Linked DNA regions of Mus musculus: region 2 is linked to region 1. Evidence: chromatin contacts called from public promoter capture Hi-C data. All regions are on one chromosome and are shown on one strand. Each heading gives the region's core, a stretch centred on a gene start, on an enhancer-like site or on the middle of the called end of the contact. The rest is flanking DNA. Distances are from core to core; before and after follow the strand shown.

Region 1 (5,767 bases), core at 2,023-4,522:
CATGGTGGCCCTTACCTTCTCAAGGCTTATAATTCAGATTATTCCTTTTAAAGATTTTTTTAAAAATGAGTACATACATGTGTCTCTCTGTGTGTGCACATACATGTAAATGCCCACAAAGAGAGCAGAAGAGGATGTCAAATCCTCTGTAGCTGAAGTCATAGGCAATTGTGAACTGCCTGGGGAGACTGCAGTGCAAGCTTAAGCAAGGAGCCACCTCCTCCACCTGGACTATTCCTTTATATAGATATGGACATGGATATAGATAAAGATTCCTTTATACAGGGATATAGATTATAATTAATTCCTTGACAGTTTTATACAGAATATTTTGGTCATATCCACTCTCCACTCTTCTCCCTACCCCTCTCAGGTTAGCCCATATACTCCCTGTCTTCTGTGGGTTTTAAATAATCCATGGGGTCCGATTTGTGCTGCCCACATACTTCTGGGTGTGGGGCTATCCACTGGAGCATGGTCAACCAACTGGGAAACCACAGTCTTAAAGAAAACTCTTCCCCCCCCCCCAACTTATCTCATAAGCTAGTAACTGTCCACAGCTCCTCAGTTAGGGGCGGGGGCTCATGAATGCCTTAAATTCCATGCAGGAATTATTGACAGGCTGGGTCTTGTACAGGTCTTGTGAAGGCAATTACGGGGCACTGTGAGCTCGTGAGCACGATGATTCTACCATATTCCATATCCGGGAGACGATGTCACTCCAGTTTTTCTCGACATCTGGCTTACAATCTTTCCCTTCGCTCTTCCACTGTGTGCTATGGTCCCAAAGCCTGGTGGGAGTGTGTGCTGTAGAGAGGACCAATCTGTGCCTGGGCACTCACTCCACTGACGCTCACTCTTTGCACTTTACACAGTTCCGATTTCAATGTTAACCACTGCACAAAGAGAAACATGGAAGATTATTCTTTCAGGAAGAAAACTGAGAGCAAGTCAGGGCAATCTGTAACAATGCATTTAATCAGCTATAATCAAATTCCACAGGGTGTAATTTAGACACGTGGTTTCCCGGAGGGGGGGGGGTCAGGTGGGGAGCGGTGGATAGGGATGGGTGGGTGAGGCAGGGAGGGGCAGAGGCTGCGGGAGTCACAGGAGTCACGTGAAGGTTGAGCTGGTGGAAAGGAAGTCAAACACAGGTAAGGAAAGTTGAGTGAAGAGTAATTTCCCAGAGGACTAATTACTCCCGCTTTCATGGAGGGTAGGAGGGGAGGGAGGATAAACTGAGGTGAGTCTGCCACCCACTGAGTTAATGATTCTTTGTGTTGGAGTGCCAGTAGGTGACAGGGGATGCCAGTTACGTTGTTCATGTGCAGTCACTGTCATAATTATAAACCTCGGGGAGAACTAACTATCTGTCAGCAGACTGGCTGAGTAATAGAAGTCTCCCTAACCTGTTGCTGAATAAATGCAACTTCCGGGCTTGCAGAACCGCCAGTGATTCATGGAGCGTTGGGGTTTTGAGTGTCTGAGGTACTGTTTGGATTTTAAGGTCATGGCTTCATGTTTCACCTGAGTGATGTCGGGAAGTCCAGCCGCCCTTTCTTAAAGGAGCACAGCTGACACGAGTTAAGAAACGTAATTAGGGATCTAAGAAAGAAATCCACATGCAAAAGCCCTTCTCAGCCTTTAATCCAGCACTCGGGAGGCAGAGGCAGGAGGATTTCTGAGTTCGAGGCCAGCCTGGTCTACAAGTGAGTTCCAGGACAGCCAGGGCTATACAGAGAAACCCTGTCTCAAAAAACAGAAAAAAGACAAAGGGAAGAAAAAAAAAAAAAGCCCTCCTCCCAAGGACTTGCCTGCAACTTCTGTACGGCGTCTTGAGTTGGGGCTCATCTCTGCCTTATGAATATGAGCATTCCTGAACAGAGCACATTGAAGTCTGTTAGCTATTGTGTGTGTGTAAGTTCACATGCATGTATGCACATATGCACATAGGTACCTTCAGAAACCAGGCATTAGTTACTAGGTACCACAGAGCTGTGATTCTCAGCCTGTGGGTTGCACAGGCCATCCTTTGGGGGAGTTGAATGACCCTTTCATAAAGGTCACTTCAGACCACCAGAAAACGCAGATATTTGCTATAACAGTAGCAAAATTACAGTTATGAAGTAGCAACAAAATAATTTCATGGTTGGAGGTCACCCCCCATGAGGAACCATGTTAAAGGGTGGTAGCATTAGGAAGGTTGAGAATCACTTATATATGGACCGTTGTGAGCCACTTGATACAGTTCTGGGAACTTAGCTCTGGCCCTCAACAAGAGCAGCAAGTGTTTACCATTAGGGACACCTCTTCAGCATCAGGTATCTTTTAAAAATTTTTATTAAATTTTTATATAAATTTTATACAATTTTTTTTATTTATGTGTGTGCATAGGCAGGTGTGTAAGGAGGCCAGGAGAGGGCGCTGTGCTGGGAAATGAACTTAGGTCCTCTGGAAGAGCAGCAAACTGCTCTTGACCCTGGTCACTGCTCATACATCCTTCCCACCAAAATCTGTTATCTTTTTAACTATGATTAGCCTAATTTTTGTTTGTTTGCTTGCTTGCTTATTTTTGTTTTTCGAGACAGGGTTTCTATGTAGTCCTGGCTGTCCTGAAACTCATTTTGAAGACCAACCAGGCTGGCCTCGAACTCACATAGATCCTCAGCTTCAGCCTCCAGAGTGCTGGGACCAAAAGTGTGTGCCACCATGCCCGTCGATTATCCTGTCTTTAAAGGGAGAAACAGAGAACCCTGAGGAGGAAAGGTGGGGTGCAAATTAATCAACACTGCCTGGTCTAAAATAAAAAGTCTCAAGACCAGGACCCCAAACCATCTTCTCTGCCTCTCCAGGGGCCTGCACTAAGGGGCCAGCCAGCCAGTCAGGGGAACGCCACAGTAGCCCACTCTTGGAGGTCCCAAGCAGATGACCTTGTGGTCCCCAGGAGTGGCAGCACGGAGGGCGGACATGCTCAGATCTCAGTGGCTGTTGGCAAGGTTACATAAAATTTTATGAAGCACGCAGGACTGGCCCTGGAGCTGGCAGGAGGGCGGAGGAGAGAGCCTCATAACCACGCAGGCTATTGATCACTCAGCCTCTGCTCACAGTCCCCCACACCCAACCCACCCGCAAAGGCGTCCTACCCGCTGGGCAAAGAATGCTGCTCCCGCACTGGCCTAGGGCCCAACCTGCGCTGCAGGTCTGCAGGACCCACCGAGCCTGCTCCGGTGGCCTTTCCAGTGGACCTAAACTGGTGAAGGTTAGAAGAGTGAGGCTTTGTATCACAAGTTTCTGACTCAGTATTCTGATGCTCAAGTTACTCACAACCCCGAGCGCCCTCGCGCGTTGGCCATGCGCACTTCCTTCAATGCAGCCGACTGGGCCATCGGGCCTGGAGGGAGGACTCAGAGCAGGGTAGCAGATATTCCAATTTATGCTTGCCCTTTAGATATGCTTGTTCTGAAAAGAACGATAGCTCAATAGCTGTCAACAGACAGAATCTAGCTCTCTCACCTCTCTCCCATCCTCCCTCCTTCCCTGCCTTCCTCTCCTCTCCTGTCCTCTCCTGTCCTCTCCTGTCCTGTCCTGTCCTGTCCTATCCTGTCCTCTCCTCTCCTCTCCTCTCCTCTCCTCTCCTCTCCTCTCCTCTCCTCTCCTCTCCTTCCTTCTTCCTCTTCTTTGTTTTGAACCCCCTTATGCCTCTTCTGACCCAGTCTCTCCATTTAGTCCAAACTGGCCTTGAACTCCCAGCAGTTCTCCTGCCTCAGTTCATCAGCCTGGCCACATTTCCTGTTGATGAACTCCTACACCACAAATGCTATTCAGAAGTGTAAGGTAACATTCGCCACCAAAGCTTGTAGTTGGGGCGGCTCATTCAGAACAGATTTTCTACCCCTACTACAGCAATGTCCTTGAGATTTCCATTACAGCCTGCTCCGCCCTGTCTGCATTGCTCAGAATGACCAGTAGACATCACTTGTGGGTCATCACAGCATAGCTGGTTACTCTACCAGCTTACTGTGAGCGAGGAACTCTTTCCAAACCTAAGCAGCTATTACAGAAGTATTTAAAGGACAGCATTCGCGTGGTGGCTCACGGAGGGCACTGAGTTGGAGTCTTAACACCAACTATCGCTAGTTTGTCATCTTGAAGTTACCTTTGTGTGCATTAGCTCCACACCTGCCACCTGGAAATAACAGAGTCTTCGTGAGACAGAGTCTCAGGTACCCCAGGCTGGCCTCAAATTCACTATGTAGCCAAGGATGACCTTGAGCTGACCTTGAGAGTGGAATTAGGGGTTCATGCCACCATTGCCAGTTTACGTGGCACCTGATAGTAAACCAGGGCTCGGTACATGCTATGAAGGCATTCTACTAGCGGAGTTATGGCCACAGCCTCTGTGGCTCCCTTTAATTGAGATAGTATACACAGTCCTTTAGAACTGAAAAAAGAAATGTGCTCTGCACCTGAACATCTGGGCGTGGACTGTTTGGGGACTTGGGGTGAGTCACTTCCTTTCTCTCTGCCTCAGTTTTCATCTACAAGATGGGTTTGAGAAGATTGTTTATGAAATCCCAGCACTTGAGAGGTTGAGGCAGGAGGACTGCTACAAGTTCGACCTGGGGCTACATAGTGAGTTTCAGACCAGCCTGGGCTCCAGAGTGAGACTTTCTCTTATACAACAACGATAAAAAGTAAAATAATAAAATGGGATAAGAGAATCTTACCAAGTGATACTTACTCATTTATGAGATTAAATGAGATATGTCTATCATGCCTACATACAGTGAAGGCTCAATAAGTGTTAGTCTTTTTTTTTTTTTTTTCCTATTTGTTTGAGACAAGGTCTCGTGCGGCTCAGGCTAGCATCCAATATGTGTATCTGAGGTTATTAACCTTGATCTTGTACTCTTCTTGCCTCTGCTTCCCAAACACTGGGATTACAGATAGGTGCCACAAGCCAGGCACCATAAGTCTTTAAAACCTTTATGGTGTTTGCTCTTTTTAGCATCCCACTGTTTAGAAGACCAACTGATTTTATCCTGACTCTTAGATTCCTGGGTAAACAGCATGTATCTGCTTGTTCATCTTTTGACCTTTGTCTCTTGTGAACTATATGCGACCCTACCACTACCTTAGAAGGTAGTTGTTCTTGCCCCCCAACCCCCACCAGTTTATGGACAAAGATACACAGGCTCAAAGTGGTTTGCTCACTTACCGGATAGGGACGGTAAGTGGAACCAGACAGCATACAGCTCCTTCCTCCAAGGTCAGGGCTCTGTCTGTTTACTGTAGTACAGCTGCCTTTATAAAACCGCTAAGAGAAGCATTCTTGTGTGCATGTGTGTGTGTGTGTGTGTGTGTGTGTGTGTGTGTGTGTAGGCCAAAGGTCAACTTCAATGCCATTCCTCAGAACACTGTCCACTTTGGTTTCGAGACACGGTCTCTCATCTGTCTGAAGCTTGTCAAGTAGGCTAAGAGGCAGAGGATCTCCGAGGATCCACCTTGCCAGTCCTACCCAGCACTGACCGGCATTGCAAACGTCAAACACTACATCCTGTTTTGTTTTTTTTTTTAAAACAGGTTATGGAACTGGAACTTAGGTCATCTCCTGCTCTGCCAGCACGCCAGTCACTTAGCCATTTTCCTAGCTCCAGTGCACATCTTATTATATGATCCTTTGCCAGATATCTATGCAGGCTTGTTTCTCTTCTCTTCTCTTCTCTTCTCTTCTCTTCTCTTCTCTTCTCTTCTCTTCTCTTCTCTT
Region 2 (5,493 bases), core at 642-3,141, 230 kb after region 1:
CAAGCTAGACGAGCAAGCCTTGCTGAGTGAGCTACAACCCCCAGCCCACTGTCTTGGTAATCTCTCACTTCCACCTTTCTCCTTCGGGTTCCTGGTATAAATGGTCCAAGCCCTCCCCAGTTGTGGCTCCACACCACTGTCAACATCTTTGTCCTTACCCTTTGTGCCCTTCCTTCCCTCTGGAGCCCACTGGACTTCTGCAGTCTCTCCATCTGTCTTTTCTCTTGTCTCACTCCAGAACCTCCCAGTGACCCTAGTGAGTACGCTCGGATAGTGGTCTACTCTGTGTTGGAGCCTGTGTTGCAAGGACTTCAGGGATTGCCACCTGAAGCCCAAGCCCCTGCCCTCGGCCAGGCACTGACAGCCACACTGGGCGCCTGGCTTGACCACATCCTCACCCATGGGATCCGGTTCAGGTATGAAGGAAAGATGCTAGTGGCAGAGGAAGAATGCCAAACAGGGAAAATGGAGACCATTTGGGCAGAGCAGTCTGGGGAGGCAGAAGTGTCTGGTGGCCACATTGTACCTGGACATCTAGCCTGCAGGGGGCGCTGCAGCTCAAGCAAGACTTCGGAGTGGTCAGGGAGGTTCTGGAACAAGAGCAGTGGGGCCTGTCGCAGGAGCTTCGCCAGACTCTGCTCTCACTCAGCATCTTCCAGCAGCTAGATGGGGCCCTGCTGTGTCTCCTGCAGCAACCCCTGCCCAAGAATCCAGTCCACAGAAGACCTCCCCGTTGCTGTGAGTTATCACCACTCCTCAACCCCAGGCTTTTCTAAGCCCTTCCAGGGGTGCTTTCGAACACCCACACCCAATCTCACCATTGCTTTGGCGTCAGCATTCCCCACCAACCTGCCGTCCACTCCTGCCTTCCCAGGTCTCTGTTATGAGGTCCAGACCACTGAACTGCCCACCAGCAGCCTCAACAGCCTGGAAAACTTGGCACCCCCTCTTCGTCTTGGAGTCTCCCCTGCCCAGAACACTCACCTGCTAAGCACCCTGGGGGGAGGAGGACGAGGAGGAGGGGGAGGGGGAGGACCAGGACCTAGTCCTGAGGCTTACCTGGTGGGAAACCAGCAAGCCTGGCTTGCCCTGAGGCTGCACCAACACCCACGTTGGCACCTGCCTTTTTTTTCTTGCCTGAGGACAAGTCCTGAACCCTAAGTTGACTAGGACCAGGGGTTGCAGATCATGCCCCAGACAAGGAACTGTATGCTAGAGAAGCTTAAACCTGGGTGCTTGATAAAACATGTTCATAAACTAGAGTCCAGAATTGAACCCCCAGATCATCCTAGGATCTGCAATCCAGAGTAATAGGCAAACTACAGCCTGAAATCTGGATGTCGGAAACAATGAAGACATCTTGGAGCTAAAACTAGAAGGGGTCTACAGGGCTAGCGCTCAGGAGACAGGCAAACCTTGCTTTCTCTCGAATCCCAGGAGCAAAGCGAAAACTGATTCATGAGGAAACACAGACAAAGCAGACATTTCTACACGTGGAGGGCAGTCTTACCCCTTCCCCGTCTCTGTTTCTAGTCATTAGGCTGTAGGGCCTGGACATTTAAGCCTTGGCTGTTGCTACAGGGGCAGGGCTTGCCTTCTGCTGGGTGGACAGTCCCCGCAGTGACATCCTTTCCAAGGAAGGAGCCAGGATGTGGGGTGGTGCTGACCTAGATCTCGCAGGCAGGACCCCGAGGGAGAGGGCTGAAGGACGTTTTCCTGCGAAGGGGATTTTGCACATTCACTGCTTATGCTGTGTGGCACAGAACACTGCTAATGGCTGAAGTATTCGCGGGTGGCCCCGGAGGTCAGCCGCGCGAAGTACCGCGGAGCCGCCGGAAGCGGTCCGTTCCAATAAACCGATCCCCAGTGCTACTCCTTCCGGGGTGGAGGTAACCATGGCGGCGGCTTTGGCTCGGCTCGGACTACGGCCGGTCAAGCTGGTTCGAGTTCAGTTCTGCCCGTTTGAGAAGAACGTGGAGTCCACGAGGTACGGGTTCTGGGGAGGTGGGAGGCGTCCGTGTTCCCCACGCGTGCGCGCGCACCCTCGTCCCGGCTCCCTGGTCCCCCGGACGCGCTCACGCTGCCCTCCGGCCGCAGGACCTTCCTCCAGACGGTGAGCAGCGAGAAAGTCCGCGCCACCAACCTCAACTGCTCTGTGATCGCCGACGTGAGGCACGACGGCTCTGAGCCCTGCGTGGACGTGTTGTTCGGTAAACCTGGTAGGGACGCGGGTGGGCGAGGGCAGATCGCCGCCATAGCCCTGCATAGTCAGGGTCCCTAACTCATCGGTTTGCATCTCCCCCAGGAGATGGGTATCGGCTGATTATGCGCGGTGCCCACCTCACCACTCAGGAAATGTTAAGTGCCTTGGCCTCCCACATCCGGGACAGGAACGCCGCGGCAGCATCTGCACCGGGCGCAGACAAGGTCGCCCCGGGTACGAGTACCCGCCGCTGATATGGCAGAAGAGTCCAACAACCAAATGTTAGCTTGAATCTAAAGACAGTGAGTGGTCTGAGAAGACCTGGGCTTTAATCACTCAAAATGCTGCATGGAGCTCATGATACGGAGCAAGAACACTAACAACAGGGCTTCTGGGGCAAGATAAGTAAGTTTGGGTGGTGAAGGGCCCCGACAAATTGGAATTTTTCTTTCTCAGTGTTTAACTTTATTTGGATCTGTCAACCAAGTACATTTTAATTAAATATTTATTGCCAAATGAATGCTATTTTTCTCAGGTTGTTTACTTGGATTTTGAGAGAGGGTCTTACCATGAGCTAACCTGAAACTTAGTAAGAAGACCAAGGTGGCCTAGAAATGTGAAAGCATTTTTCTGCTTCAGGCTCCTCAGTGCTGGGATTCTAGACAGCCACCACCCTCAGCCTACAGTACTCATCTTCCTTAGTAGTGTTGTCTACTCTTCATTCACTCTCATGGAACCACCCATTCTGTCATAATTTCAACTACTCAGGATTTAAACCCTACCTTTTTATTTGGTTCTAACCCCATCTTCTATGATTAGCTACTGCCAATTTCCCCCATATGCCACCAACATTCTTTCCTTCAAGTGGAACGGTCACTTGGCTCTTCTGACTTCCTGCTCAGCCTTCTAGGCTAGAAATGTAGTGTTTCCTCTCCTATCCCTTCCCTTTCTCCGTAGATCCAACCAGTCTGTCTGCACTGAGGGGAAAGAGAGGAGCCAGCCCCGTCTATTGGCACACACTATCCAGGCTACTCAGGAGGCCAGCCTGGTCTACTTATCGAGACCCTTCCATTCTCACTCATTTCCTGTACCACTTTTATTCTCCTGCCTGGTGTCATTTTCCCTTATCATTTTAGCTGCTATGAAATCTCATCCTTCACATGGGTAATAATGGCTTACTTCCCACAGTCCGGAAATAGTTTTTGGTTAACATCCATTAATGTGACCATGAAGTCATTTTAGAGGATCAAATGGCATAAAAAGTTATCCATTCGAGGCCAGAGGAGTAGCTTAGTGTTTAAGAGCACTAGCTACTCTTCCAGATGACCAGGGTTCAATCTCCAGTACTCACATAGCAGTTCACAACTGTAACTCCAGTTCTAGGGCATCTGACACCCTCTCACAGACATGCATGTAGGCAAGACACCAATGAATGCACATTAAAAATCAGAAAAAAAAGTCGTACAAAAAAAGTTATCCATGCATGCCATGTGTTATTTTTTTTTTAACTTTTAGTTTTTATACCTCTACCTCCCTTCCAACCTTTCTTCACCCTAATCCCTTCTGACACCCCAGCATTATGTAGGAGAGAAGATTAGAGGGGGAGGGGATATAGACCTCTATAGGCTACTTCCTGCTGATTAGGGTCCTTGGGTTCCTTGGGGCAAGTCCAGTCTTCATCATCAGAATATCCAGCAAATGCAGCCGCAGCAAGAGGGATCAGCAGCTGCAGCAGGCCCTCTCCAGAGTCCCCAGAATTAATCTCTCTGCAGCAGGTAAAAATCACACCCCTGCTAGTGCACAAGGCAGTTCATAATCACCGGCTGGGACACAGCTTCTTACCCCACACCTGGCACTAAAACATAACTGAATTTCTAAAGAAACCAACATTCTTACTACAGCCACAAGAGTATTCTTTTAAGAAGTTTTAGTTTTGAATAAATGACTGTATATTTTATAAATAAAGACACTCTAGCATATGTGTGTGTGTGTGTACACTGGGTTACGGTATCATTGTTTTCTTTTTGTGTATGTATATGTATGTAGGTGCACATGCCTGTGTTTGCAAATGTGGAAGCCAAAGGTTGTGTATTTTCCTTTACCATGTTCCATCTGTTTTGGATTTTTGTTATTGTTTTGTTTTGTCTTGTTTCCAGATAAAATGTCTCACTGAACCTGACCTTACTCTTTTCAGCTAGCCTAGCCAGCAAGCACCCAGAATCCCCTATCTCCATCCCCCAAGTGCTGTGGTTACAGGCATATATTACCCCACCTAGCCAGCAAGCACCCAGAATCCCCTATCTCCTTACCCCAGTGCTGCGGATGCGCCCTGGCCTTTTATGTGAGCATGCTGGATCCCAAGTCAGTTCATGCTTTCCCAGCAAGTGCTCAAATCACTGGGCCACCTTCCCAGCCCCTTTGTTTCTCACCTTGAATTACAAGAAGAGAGAAAAAAAAAAAAAAAAAAAAAAAAAAAAAAAAAAAAAAAGCCCACAGCCACTGCCAGAGAACTTAAGAATGCCCAGCTAAGAATAGCTATGTAGTTTACCAGATAACTCGGGCCCCACTCCCCAGCAATACTGTAATTCTTCCCTGCCTAAATGAGTAGTAGAGGCTCTCTCGCTGCCATCCTTTAAGAAAGACATCTCCCTGAAGGCCTGGGGTGTGTGCTGCAGGATATTTGGCCATTCTGTGAACCCCAAGATTGTGTTACTTACTGGAAAATACTGGAATACTGGAAAATAGTTGTGGTGTGGCTCAGCCTTAGCATACACCTTTAATCCAAAAGCTTTCTGAACTATTGTAAACAAGATTAAAGTCAACTGTAGGTCAAGAAGTAGAGCAAGCAACCACAGGCCCAAGTGTTGTCAGGAAGTGAACATGGGCTTATTAAGAAAAAATGATAGAGAGAAAGAGTCAGGGGAACAGATAGACACACAGGAAGTAGAATTGCTTGAGACTGTGAGAGAGGGTCATTCCCGGTGAGACTTAGGCTGAGGAGGAAGGTCTGCTGGGTGTTTTCTCTGTCTCTCAGCTAGCAGGCTTTAACCCTAGCATCTGGCTCCCAAGTCTTCACTGGTAAAATTGAATGAGTTTTTGTTAAAAACAGCAGGTGTCAGGCTGGAAAGATGGCTCAGTGGTTAAGAGCACTGACTGCTCTTTCGAAGGTCCTGAGTTCAATTTCCAGCAACCACATGGTGGCTCACAACCATCTGTACAGCTACAGTGTACTCATATACATAAATAAATGAATCTTAAAAACAAAAACAGAGCTGGGCGTGGTGGCACAT

The links. Promoter capture Hi-C pulls out the DNA fragments that hold promoters and counts their contacts.
Region 2: a promoter capture Hi-C map of neutrophils shows a contact between it and region 1, with 4 times the contacts expected there. The contact joins the promoter of Mrpl53 here to the promoter of 2310069B03Rik in region 1. A contact is called at or near these places in 10 of 39 promoter capture datasets (the 3T3-L1 cell line, 3T3-L1-derived adipocytes, the HPC-7 cell line and 7 more) and 3 of 115 datasets of contacts at active chromatin or transcription factors (bone marrow-derived macrophages, embryonic stem cells and pancreatic cancer cells).

The regions. Positions count from the first base shown.
Region 1 is chr6:82,878,581-82,884,347 of GRCm38.p6, forward strand. 2310069B03Rik (RIKEN cDNA 2310069B03 gene) reads right to left here and starts at 3,273. Exons shown (of 4, transcript NR_040520.1): 1 at 3,189-3,273; 2 at 2,657-2,729; 3 at 1,815-1,876; 4 at 1-896.
Region 2 is chr6:83,107,217-83,112,709 of GRCm38.p6, forward strand. It overlaps Mrpl53 (mitochondrial ribosomal protein L53), which reads left to right and starts at 1,892. Exons shown (of 3, transcript NM_026744.3): 1 at 1,892-1,987; 2 at 2,098-2,210; 3 at 2,306-2,716. The coding sequence starts at 1,896. The coding sequence ends at 2,457. It overlaps Ccdc142 (coiled-coil domain containing 142), which reads left to right. Exons shown (of 9, transcript NM_001081266.1): 7 at 239-416; 8 at 539-738; 9 at 875-1,905. The coding sequence ends at 1,161.